Linked DNA regions of Danio rerio: region 2 is linked to region 1. Evidence: chromatin contacts called from public Micro-C data. All regions are on one chromosome and are shown on one strand. Each heading gives the region's core, a stretch centred on a gene start, on an enhancer-like site or on the middle of the called end of the contact. The rest is flanking DNA. Distances are from core to core; before and after follow the strand shown. Region 1 holds the start of atp5f1b (ATP synthase F1 subunit beta). Region 2 holds the start of il12rb1 (interleukin 12 receptor subunit beta 1).

Region 1 (5,783 bases), core at 2,192-4,691:
AGCAACAGGCTTCAGGGGCCGCACCCTGTGGTGAAGACTCCCTTTTTCCCCATTTATCCTCACCTCACTGTTTTATAGGTGTCATAACTTTAAGATTAGGAGACAGAAAATACACAACACTATATGATCACCAACTTAACACAACCACTATACGATCACCTGAATAACTAGACACACGAACTATGATCATACAAGTCTATGCATGAATACTGCTGGTCTGCTGTTTCCTTGTTTTCTTGTGTGCAGGTAAACACAAACACTGCATCTTCTCAGAAACACTCTGAACCAGAGCATCACTACGGAGATCCATGAATGACAGGAAGTCATCAGATCAACTCTGTGCTGGAGAAGAACCACAAGAAACACACCTTACAAAAGACTGAACACTATTCACAAGCCATGGACTTTCAGAAGATCTGCAGTTTAACTACATGATTTTTTGTGTCATCATGTAGGATTTATGACATTACAACTGATTGTCATAAACGTGTGAACAGTTTTGAAATCTACACTTACATCTACGTAGATATTGAAATGACACAGAATAAGTTAAATGTGCCTGTAACTTTTCAAGTTACATGACTAGAAGATGGGGCTTCTGTTATCAAACAGAAGCCATTGAATGGTTTTAGGAAAGCTTACAAATTTATATTTTTTTTGTGAGAGTTTTTAAATAACTCTCAAAGGGGGAACTGTGGAAATATAAATTTTTATCATCTAATTTCAAATTAACAATAATCTACGTATAACTAAAAAGTTATATTCTCTGGTTTTTAATTATTTTATTTCATTGACATGCCAGCTAGGAGGGTCATTTAACTTTTCCCTTGCTGACTACAGACTAAGCCAAAGTGATGCAATTATCAGTTTCACAGCATGGGGTGTCTATTGTTTTCTCTTTTCAATCAAATGGTCAGGAGGTTTCTGTCTCCAGGACATGATAAGATCAAGGCTGAAAGAGCAGTTTACCATGCTGACTCCAACCCTTAATTTGCATGCTCTGTTTAGCTATATCCCCTCCTCCTAAGAACACAATATAGACATGAAATCTTTGTCTTAATTCAGACTTTTTGCAGACTAATTCAGACTTGTGTGAGACTTGTGAGAGACTTGTGAAAGAACTTGCAGACTGCAGACCTCTAGTAGGCTCTTGCAGACACATTGGACATCTTGAAGACGCTGTATGACTGCAGATTAACCAACACGTCTCAATAAAGGAATTCTGCTTGTTCCGAGTCTCCTGGACTGGGTTCTCTTCTCTTCTTTTTTCATTCATTTATTTTTTTTTTACAACACTACACACACACACACACACACACACACACACACACACACACACACACACACACATGTGTACATATTTGTAATTTGTTAAAAAAAATGCTAGATTTGCAGATTTTTATTTAAAAAATACGGTGCATGTATTATATGTAAGTTGGAGCTTATAAAATTATATATTGTAATCTACTTACACAAAAAAGTGGTATAAAAGAAACACATCTTGGATGTTTTCTTTATATTAAAGACAATATGAATAGCAAAACCAAAACAGTGTTTGTTTATGTAGTCTCAATTTAAGTTAAGGATATTTGGATCTGTTGAACAGCATGTGAAGAATCTGTGAGGATCTTGATGAAAACTCCATGGAAAACCTCTTCACCTGATAAGATGAGCTGGATGATACGATATTGACAAACAATAGTTTATTTGAAATGCTGTACAATATTTTTCAACTGAAATTAAATTAAGTACCTTAAGTGTATTTGTAGCTTTACTGATGTACTTGTATGAGCTATAGAACTTCTTGAGACACAAATTTTGTTAGATTTTTTTACCATCAGAATAATATCACAATGGCCCTTTTATAATATTAACCTGAAAGTTTTACTGCTGTTTGCGTTTATGTTTCTTGACAGTGAAGGCAGGGGTCACCATACACACCTGGCCATGCACTTCAGTTCTAACCTTAGTTCTCTAAAGTTTCAGTGGTGATAATTAAATAGAGTTTTAAACAACAGCGACACCTAGTGGCAATAAGCTAGCAAACATAGGCTAGAAATCTTCACTGACACACTTGAGATTAGTGCCTAAATCTAAAAAAAGAATCTACCATTGTTTGTTAGGCCATCTCCTCTGACATTTCTATGCTTTTTAGAAATAATAATAATTCTTTGATTTCATTATGTTCCCCTATTCTGATTCTACTGTTGTTGGATCAATTTGTTTCTCCACTAAAAAATCCAATTATAAAATTAGGTCTTTATTTTTAGACCTTGTCATCTCAAATCCTTCTTCTGTTTCTTATAGGAACAACCTTTTTGATTATATTAAATGGTCGTATGTTTTGTCACTCCCCCAGAATTTTTTAACAAATAAAATTAAAAACATTTTTTTTTAAATTATTCACAGATTGTATCCAGTTAAAGATTTTTTAATTTTTTATTTTTACAAAAATTCAAAAAATGACATTAACGTGTCTTGCTCTTTCTGTGAGACTTCCTCTGAGTCTGTTGCTCACTTGTTTTGGGAATGTCCCTCTGTTAAGTCGTTCTGGTCTGATATAAACCCTCTAATTGTCCAAAAGGTTATAGCTATAGACATGTTGTTTTGGGGTTTAAAAGAAAAACATTTTTTTTTTTTTTTTGCATAAACCTCATTTTATTTATTGAAAAGTTTTTTTTTATACACAAATACAAATATACTTAATGTAAGCCGATTTATTATTTTTTTTAAAAGAGAATTGGAACTGTATTTAAAAACCATCACGGAGTCTCATAACAAGAAAGCAATTAAAACGTATAAAACATGTGCTTTACTTAATATTCTGCATTATTTTTTTTGTCATGTACCCTCATTTATTTTTGTTTATTTTTTCTTTCTCATTGTCTTTCTTTTTCTTTACCTTTATTATATTTATTTTAAAATTGTTACTTTTCTCTTGTTGCAAAAAAGTAATATTTGTTTTGCTTGTACTATACTTCTATCTGCTTTGTATTTCTATTTGTTGGAATGGCCTGTTGTTATTGCAATAAAACAACAACAACTACACAAAAACAGTTGAGATCAGAGCTAAGAAACTGTGAGACATTTAACGTTACTGTTTCTTTGTTAACGTTATATCTTATCTGCTCAAAAGCATTTCATATTTTCTAACATAGCTTTTAAGCGGATAATGCACGCACACAAACTGTTAGGGTACATCCTAAATTCTATTGCATCTAAAAATAAGCGCTTCTGCACTGTAGTAATAACGGCAATAATAGAAATAACGTTATAATATTTATATATGTGTAGCTATACAGATATAAATATATATGGCTATAGTTGTTCATTTGCATAGACTTCCCTTGCAGATTTAAAATGCTATTCATAATGCCCAGACTGTCCTTCAACTCCAACGCATGCGCAGATGCTTAGTTCCCGTGTCGCCATTGTCTTCCACGCATGCGCAGTGCGAGGTTCAAGCGGCACTATATATAAGCTCCTCAGCCTCTACCCGATTCCACCTTCAGCCATTTTAACAATGTTGGGAGCTGTGGGACGCTGCTGCACTGGGGCTTTGCAGGCTCTCAAGCCCGGGGTTCACCCCCTGAAGGCTCTCAACGGAGCTCCATCTCTGTTTTCACGTAAGTGAAATACATTTTGTTTTGAAAGTTGTTTTAGCGCAGCTTTTCTGACAGCAACGTCACCGCCGGCGCGAGACCGCTAAATGGCAGCATGCGGGACTCTAAGTGCAGGCCGCAAAGTTTAACGTCAATATTTTTAGTGATTGGTTTCGTCTGATGCACTAATTTGACTTTAATTCAGCTGGAAATGTGTTGTCATACCACAGTACTCTGTTTTAATGACAACAGCTAGTTGTTGTTGGTAAGAAATCGGGAATGACCTTTATGTGTCATGGAGAGGAGGCTCGCGTTGCTAGCTGTTTCCCAGCCTACGAGGTCATGGTACAGAAGACATGTGGAATAAGATCACGGGATAATGCAAACGCATTTATGAACATTTATAAACAGTTACTGCTTTTAGATGCACACTGCAGTCAGATATAAGCATGTTTCCAATCGCTTTATGTATAGCTGTGCTAGCGTTCATTCATTACACTGCGACTTCGTGTCATTGTGCAAATAAATACAATAATATAGTAACACGGCTTTCAAAACAAGGAACTTAAGAATTTCATATTTTTTTGAATGACTTTGATTACAAATAGATTATTTTCTGTGTCGTGTGCATGTGATTATTGATCTGTTTCTCTTCCTTCTCCACAGGCAGGGATTATGCTGCTCCTGCCGCTGCTGCTGCCGCCGCCAGCGGGCGTATTGTCGCGGTCATCGGTGCCGTTGTGGACGTCCAGTTCGACGAGGGTCTGCCACCCATTCTGAATGCCCTGGAAGTAGCCGGCCGTGATTCCAGGCTAGTCCTGGAGGTGGCTCAGCATTTGGGTAATACAATTTATGCACAGTCAATCTGAGTAATGTAATATTTATTTATTAATTACAGTTGTTCTATAACGTTTTTGCTGTTACTTTAGGGGAGAACACTGTCCGCACAATCGCTATGGATGGTACCGAGGGACTGGTGCGTGGTCAGAAGGTTCTTGACACTGGTGCCCCCATCAGAATCCCTGTCGGACCTGAGACGCTTGGCAGGATCATGAATGTCATCGGTGAGCCCATTGACGAGAGAGGACCAATTTCCACAAAACAGTGAGTATTTAAAGATTGCTTAAGCAGAAGCTTGTTTGAAAGCTAAAAAAAAAGATTTTCTGAGATTCAGATGTACGTTAAGTTGATTGTGACTTTTATGCAGGACTGCCCCCATCCATGCGGAGGCTCCAGAATTCACAGACATGAGTGTCGAGCAGGAGATTCTGGTCACAGGAATCAAGGTCGTAGATCTGCTGGCACCCTATGCCAAGGGTGGCAAGATTGGTGTGTATATACATTTAAAGTAAAAGAATTAGGAATTCAAAGATTGAAATGTTAATATTAACATATAAAATACATTGATATAGAATGTAATACATTTGATATAAATATATTGATTTAGTATTGATTTATAAATTTCCAATACAAAGAATCCTGAGACCATATGGTTGTTTAACAATAGTTTTAGCATTGTTAAATAATGCTAGATCATTAAACTATAATTAGATTTTTTTTATTTTGACAATCGTATGGTTTTATTACTGTTGACATTGTTGCCATCAAATGAATCAATTAAAAATTTTGGTAATGCTTTAGTTTAAGTACCAATTCACACTATTAACTGCCTATTTGGATATTACCTGTTTATTAATACTTCTAAAGTAATCTTGAACTACATCTCTAATTATACCCCAAAACCTAAACTCAACAACTATCCTACTATTGCCTATTGAAAACACAGCCATACACCGATGTAAAGACCAGAGACTTGTCATTGCAGCAATGCAACAAAAGGAACTTGACAGCTTGGTAAAACCGAAGCAGTAAGAAATGGACAAAGATAAAGAATAAACAAAGTAACTGCACTGAATTATAATAAATGCATACAGTGAAATTGTGCATTGTATGTAACTAAGTTTTCCAGATTCGTGGACTTAATCTACCTAAAAGTGATGCACTGGATTCATCTGCTACTACTGTTCTCTTCTCGGCTCCAAACTGCTGTTGTCTTTTCTGAGCCATGGTTGCAACCTGCATCAATTATAATCATATGCTGCTATCAGCTGCGACCATAAGTGTGCTGGGGCTACTAAATCTCTAATCACACCCAATAACTAAACACAACTACTACATTAC
Region 2 (5,783 bases), core at 1,974-4,473, 150 kb after region 1:
ACCAAGGGTGAACTTTGACCAGCAGGCCCTAGTTTGGGAATCTCTGGCATAGATAGTCACATCACAGTATCTGCAATGTCAAGTTTGGATTATAATTCACCTTTTGAGACTGTGACTGAGTAAGATATTAAGAGAATTTAAATCTTTTGGGCTATTGCGTTTAATTTTTTTCTACTATGAATACTACATTAACACTTGGAGTGAGCCAAAATATTTTTCAAAACTGTCCAAAGACAATGAGTGTTGTTGACTGTTGACTATGTCTACAGTGTTATTTTACATCTGATTATTTAATTGCGTAACCTTAACAGTTAAACTTCTTAGAGTACTGTTTATTTAATTCGCATCTTTGTTCTGTTGTATTAGTTTACGCTTGTCATTTTGTTTATTAAATTTCATGCCGATGCATTCCCTATCAATGTAAAATGATTTATTTCTAAGTATTAGAAATTCCACTCGCAATATACTGTATATCGCAGAAATATATGTAGTCCTAATTACAAATGTGAAGTAGAGCTATGCAATATGATGATCAAGCATGGGCTGGTATAAGATTCTGACGGTATGATAACCTTGGATAAAAATATCACGGTATCACGGTTTTGTAATTACTGATCTAAAATATGCTATTTTAAAATGTCTGGGTAGGAACGATATAACAGAAAGGTTGGCAGTTTTAAAACCTTGACTTTTCCAAACTGCGGTAAACCTTGAAAAACGGTTTTCATCCAATACCTTATAATGATATACTACATATTGTTTTGCAAAAATACAAAGTCTATTAATATTGAGAATGGGATATTAGACTAAAACAGAAACAAGAATAACACATGGAGAGAACGTTGCACGCTTGTAGTACAATGTTTACATTTAGCATTTCTTTATCAATATTTTATGTTGGGTAAAAGTGTTTTAGATTTCATCTTTTTATACATAATATATTTCTACATATTTAATCCAATATTTACACAGGAGTTCTAAATAAATGAGAAAAGATGATTGAGTACATTTTTTATAAATACACATCTATACACAGTCATACATTACGGACAATTTAGCCTAATTCACCTGTACCACATGTCTTTGGACTGTGGGGAACCCGACCCGGAGGAAACCCACGCGAATACAGGGAGAACATGCAAACCCCACACAGAAACACTAACTGACCCAGCTGAGGCTCGAACCAGCGACCTTCTTGCTGTGAAGCGACAGCACTACCTACTGCATGACTGCGTCCCCATGTTGATATATATATATATATATAAAGTTAATATGATATACGTTTATTGTCATAAGGATATAATATGTTTGTCGTATTGCCTAGTCCTAATGAGAAGTCAGTCAGATATGTCTGAATATAGTTTTGGGCTATTGTTAGACGTCTATTGGGTTTTCACTGACAGGCCAAATTTAGCCATGTTTTAAGCCATGACATGTTTAGTATGTTTAGATATCAATTAGATGTCTTTTAAACACAAAATTGCTTGGTGGAAGCTGTTTCACCACTGTAAACATTCAGTAAATGACTTTAATGTGTGACCTTCAAAGTCACTTACTGTTTACTGCCACCATAACTTTCAGTTCCACAAAAAAAGCATTTGGGCCATTAACTGCAGGTTCTCATGTTTCCTTCACGCCATTCAGTGACATCATCAGCCGGGCACCATAACACACTCTGGCTAGGTATTTACACGTAAAGTCAAACTGAAATCCGATTAATGGAGCAAACCACAACAGAAACGAGGCATGTTGTTAGCTTGAGCTGCTTTAGAAAGGTATTGATTATTGTGACCTTAATGACACTGTTTTAGAACTGGCCGTTCTACCCTTTGTACTAAATATCCCCCGAAGTGCTCTGGCTATAGCATGAGTCAAACTTTGATGAACTCTCTGGTTTGCATAACAAATGAGCATTTTTTGGTGACCTAAAAGCTAACTGGAACGTTAAATATGTATGACTGTACAAATAGGGCTGCCACCGTCTGGCAGTCTGCATATTCTCACCGCAATGGATAGCAACAAGCGCAGTGGAAGTGTGAAGATGTTGTCATGGTGAAGTGAGAAAACTGGAGACGACCCAACTGTGAATCCTACCCCCCTGTGCTCAACAATCTGATGTTATGCTGCTTTCAACAGCTCTCTGTGCATTCACATTCAGAATCTGCATTGTTTCGTCAAACTCATAATATCATAGATACAATGCAATGCTTTCTGGAACCCAAAGGAGAAAATCCCCATTAAACAACAGCAGTAATCCTCAATCATATTTGCAGATGCTTCTGCTGAAGAAGGATGCTCCGGATGCGAGCTCCTACACGCTGGGATTGGAAATGTAGTGGGTTGTGGGGTCGACTATATTCACTCCAAGCTCAGAGTGGGAGGACAGGGTTGGAAAGCTGCAGTGATCATGTTGAAGGCAGGCAGAAGCAAGTGTCAGAAAAAGCAGGAAAACATTGCGAGAACGATACGGATGCGATAAGGAGAGTGTCAGAACACTCAGACTCGTGTTCTCACTTAAAAGCTTGGCTCATAGTAGGATCCTGAAAGTGTGATTAGAGTGTTCACCCAATAGAAAGCGCATCTGCAATCCCCTGATGTATTCAGCTGTAATGTGATGCAACGTGATGTGGAGTCATTCCAATAAAATAACATTTGGTGCATGGAGATTATGGTGAAGACCATATTGGAATTGTAGGCAGCGAAAATGAATGTATATGCTGTTATATTTACAGTGGATTTTCAGAAATTTACAGTAAATGTATAGTAATGGGCCTACCATTAAAATATCAAGATATATCACAACACTCATGGAACTCAAATAATGCAATAAACATTAAAAAATAATGAACAGCATTACTCTTTAGAGGATGATACGATCAAAAACCATAACAATGAACTATAATGTGTATAATAATAATACATACATACATACATACATAAGGTTTGTTGTTTTCATAAATTATAAGTTTATAATTTTAAACATCATTTTGCAGTAAAGTTCATGTATAATTTTAATAAAAATATATTGCTGAAAGAGGTAAGGTATAGGCTACTTTACGTCAAAAAAATATTTTAATGTAAAATTTAACACAATGTGCTTTTAAATATATTCAAACTTGTTTAACAATCCTACATTTTAGCATTTAACTTTTTTTTAATTAAACATTAAATAATTTCTATAATGCTAAATCAGAAGAAACCCTGATATATATTCAAATGAATAAACAAAAGTCGTTATTAACAAGGACACTGACTGTCAGATTTAGTCGTGCGCATTAAAATAAAAGGAAATGCACTCTCTAAGAACAAAATTGTCTATTTAATCGATAATAATGAAGTGTTTATATACTGAATATACAAAATATACTGCAAGACATTATTTAACTCGTGTTCCAAACTGTAGGCGATACAGTAATTTTGACATTTGCTTCCGTACAGCAAACACTTGTCAATGCTAGTGCTACCTATATCGTTACTTTTTTTTGCTAGTTTATTTCACATCATTACCAACCATAGAATAACGCGGGGATACGCAGAAATATGAACAAACGACGTTATTTAATAACATTTATCAGCTGTCTTTGTCGGTTCGTCTCTCACAGCAGTTCCGAGGGGTTTCCCCCATCTCGAGTAAATAATTCATCACGAACATTTGAACAACGAAAGAATATATATTTGAGCTTACTCCAAAGTGAGGGAGGGGATTTTCAGCTTGTCTCTCCTCTTCATCTCTAAGAACCCCGTGAAGAAGAACGGTCAGGTGAAAACAAACAGCTTGTTTCAGATCTCACGCGAGACAACACAAAGTGTCCACTGTTTACACATCGTCGTTTAACATCTGCCAAACGACAGCGAGAGGTTTTCTGCTGCACCGGCGCAGGTACTCCATTAAAACAGACTAATTCTCTGTGAACACTTTTAGTTAAAGTGATGTCATGTTTCTAAGCGAAAGTGACTGTGGTAGGCAGAGCGAGTGAGAGATGATTGAGATTGAATGGTGCGGTCACATCTCCCATGTGATTGCTCGGGGAGGTGTGCTACAACAACGTGCAACAACACAGGTGGAAAGGAAACAAAAAAGAAAAAAAAGTACAAAGAGATGTCATTTAAATGTTTATGAGAGACTTGTTTTTGACTTGATGTCTTAGCATGTAATTACAGTTTTCATGGCATCAGGGCAGCTTTTCGCCAATGAGCTGCTTGTATGGCAAGCTGTTTTAAGATTTATTTATCAAAACTAACTTGTCGTGAGACTATGTTTTTAAACTTCTGGGTTTTGAGTTAGCTATCTAATAGGCTACTGTCTTTTTATGAACAATATGCTTTGCTTAAAAAACGGCTATTTCTTAACAGATTAACTGGGTTTCCATCACCCCTTGTTAATGCAGACTTTAAGGAACTGTATAAATGGAACAAAATTTTGAATAAAAATCACTTAAAGTCGGCATGAAATCAAAATACACTCTTCTTATTTTTTAAAGGCTATGTAGTATTATCTTATTATAAATGTGTCTGTGCACTTTGTTTCATTTGTAATGCTTAAAGTGTCCTCATTAACTTTAATCAAACACCAAAAACCTTCCTTCACCCCTCAAACAAATATGGTACAATTTTGTCTGTAAAATTTAGCTCCTAGTTCCTGTCATCAGGTATCGTATCTGAATTCATGTGGTGGACAGTAATGCTCCACAAATTGTCTCAAATCTTCCTCCATTTTGTTAGCAATGCCCATCTTCCAATGATCCAATCAGTTCCCAAAGGATGAAACTTGCATCACGCTACAATTTATTAGATTTATTTCAGCAACTCTTTCAATAAGATGTGGGCTTCATCACAATAGCAGAAAAAAAAGGAATAACTTAACTTCACTTTTATGCAGTTCATCCATTTAAACCAGAAGTTGCTGAGTTCACTTTTTAATGAAATAGAATATTGAGTTAGGGGCTGGGCTTTCCTTTTGTGCATCATTCCTTTATAGCAAACTAATGGTAAGTGGGGTGTGGTTAAGAACATTGTGGCTAAAGTTGTCAAATTGACATTAACAGAGAATCACCGCCACTCCAAATGTGGAAGGACATTTGATTAAAGATACCCCAAAAAAAGTGTTTTCAATATATTAACTTGCATGGATTATCTAAAAAAGACAACATCTAAAGAATAACAAGATAAACATTGTACATTTTGATTTTACACAGAGTTAACAAAAAAGTTTTAACGCTCACTTGAGGTGGTTTGGACTTTAATGCAAATTAATGCAAATAATGGGAGCGAATAATGCATTTGCCAAATAAAATTTGATGTAGCAAACATTACACCCATGTGACTAATCAGCTGTTTCTGCTGAAGCTGTCGCAATAACATTGCACAACATTTGCAGCCAGCTACAGTTCGAGCATAAAAAGTCTGGTCAATACAACCTCCCAAAAATCGTAGATGTTGTCTTTTCTAATGTATGGGGCTCGACATAGTCTTAGTGCTTTTGCTGCCAAGCCATTTATCAAAAATTCTTCGTTTCTTCTTCTGTGCACAGCGTTATTTTTAGCAATTGCAAGCTGCACTACTAGGACATCTATAACTTGCCTGATCATTATTAACTGCAGCCCTATCTCTATTATGCTTGCCTTGTTTACTGTTAATTATAATACTTGATGCAATATTTGATTGGAAATACATCTAATTTGCATTTAGGACTTTTCTTTTTCTTTTTTGCAAACTTTGAAGAGATTTGTTTTACGCTAGAATTAAAATACCTCTATACTGAACATGTAATACACCTGTTCTTG

Evidence for each region. Hi-C and Micro-C count contacts between places; a contact is called where the count stands out from the background.
Region 2: a contact with region 1 is called in a Micro-C map of caudal fin, with 2.9 times the contacts expected there. The contact joins the promoter of il12rb1 here to the promoter of atp5f1b in region 1. A contact is called at or near these places in 2 of 18 Hi-C or Micro-C datasets (caudal fin and hematopoietic stem cells).

The regions. Positions count from the first base shown.
Region 1 is chr11:13,701,806-13,707,588 of GRCz12tu, forward strand. atp5f1b (ATP synthase F1 subunit beta) reads left to right here and starts at 3,442. Exons shown (of 10, transcript NM_001024429.2): 1 at 3,442-3,626; 2 at 4,269-4,442; 3 at 4,532-4,706; 4 at 4,810-4,931. The coding sequence starts at 3,524.
Region 2 is chr11:13,849,814-13,855,596 of GRCz12tu, forward strand. il12rb1 (interleukin 12 receptor subunit beta 1) reads left to right here and starts at 3,224. Exons shown (of 15, transcript XM_073916560.1): 1 at 3,224-3,880. mast3b (microtubule associated serine/threonine kinase 3b) reads right to left here and starts at 3,992. Exons shown (of 27, transcript XM_073916550.1): 1 at 3,686-3,992. The coding sequence starts at 3,729.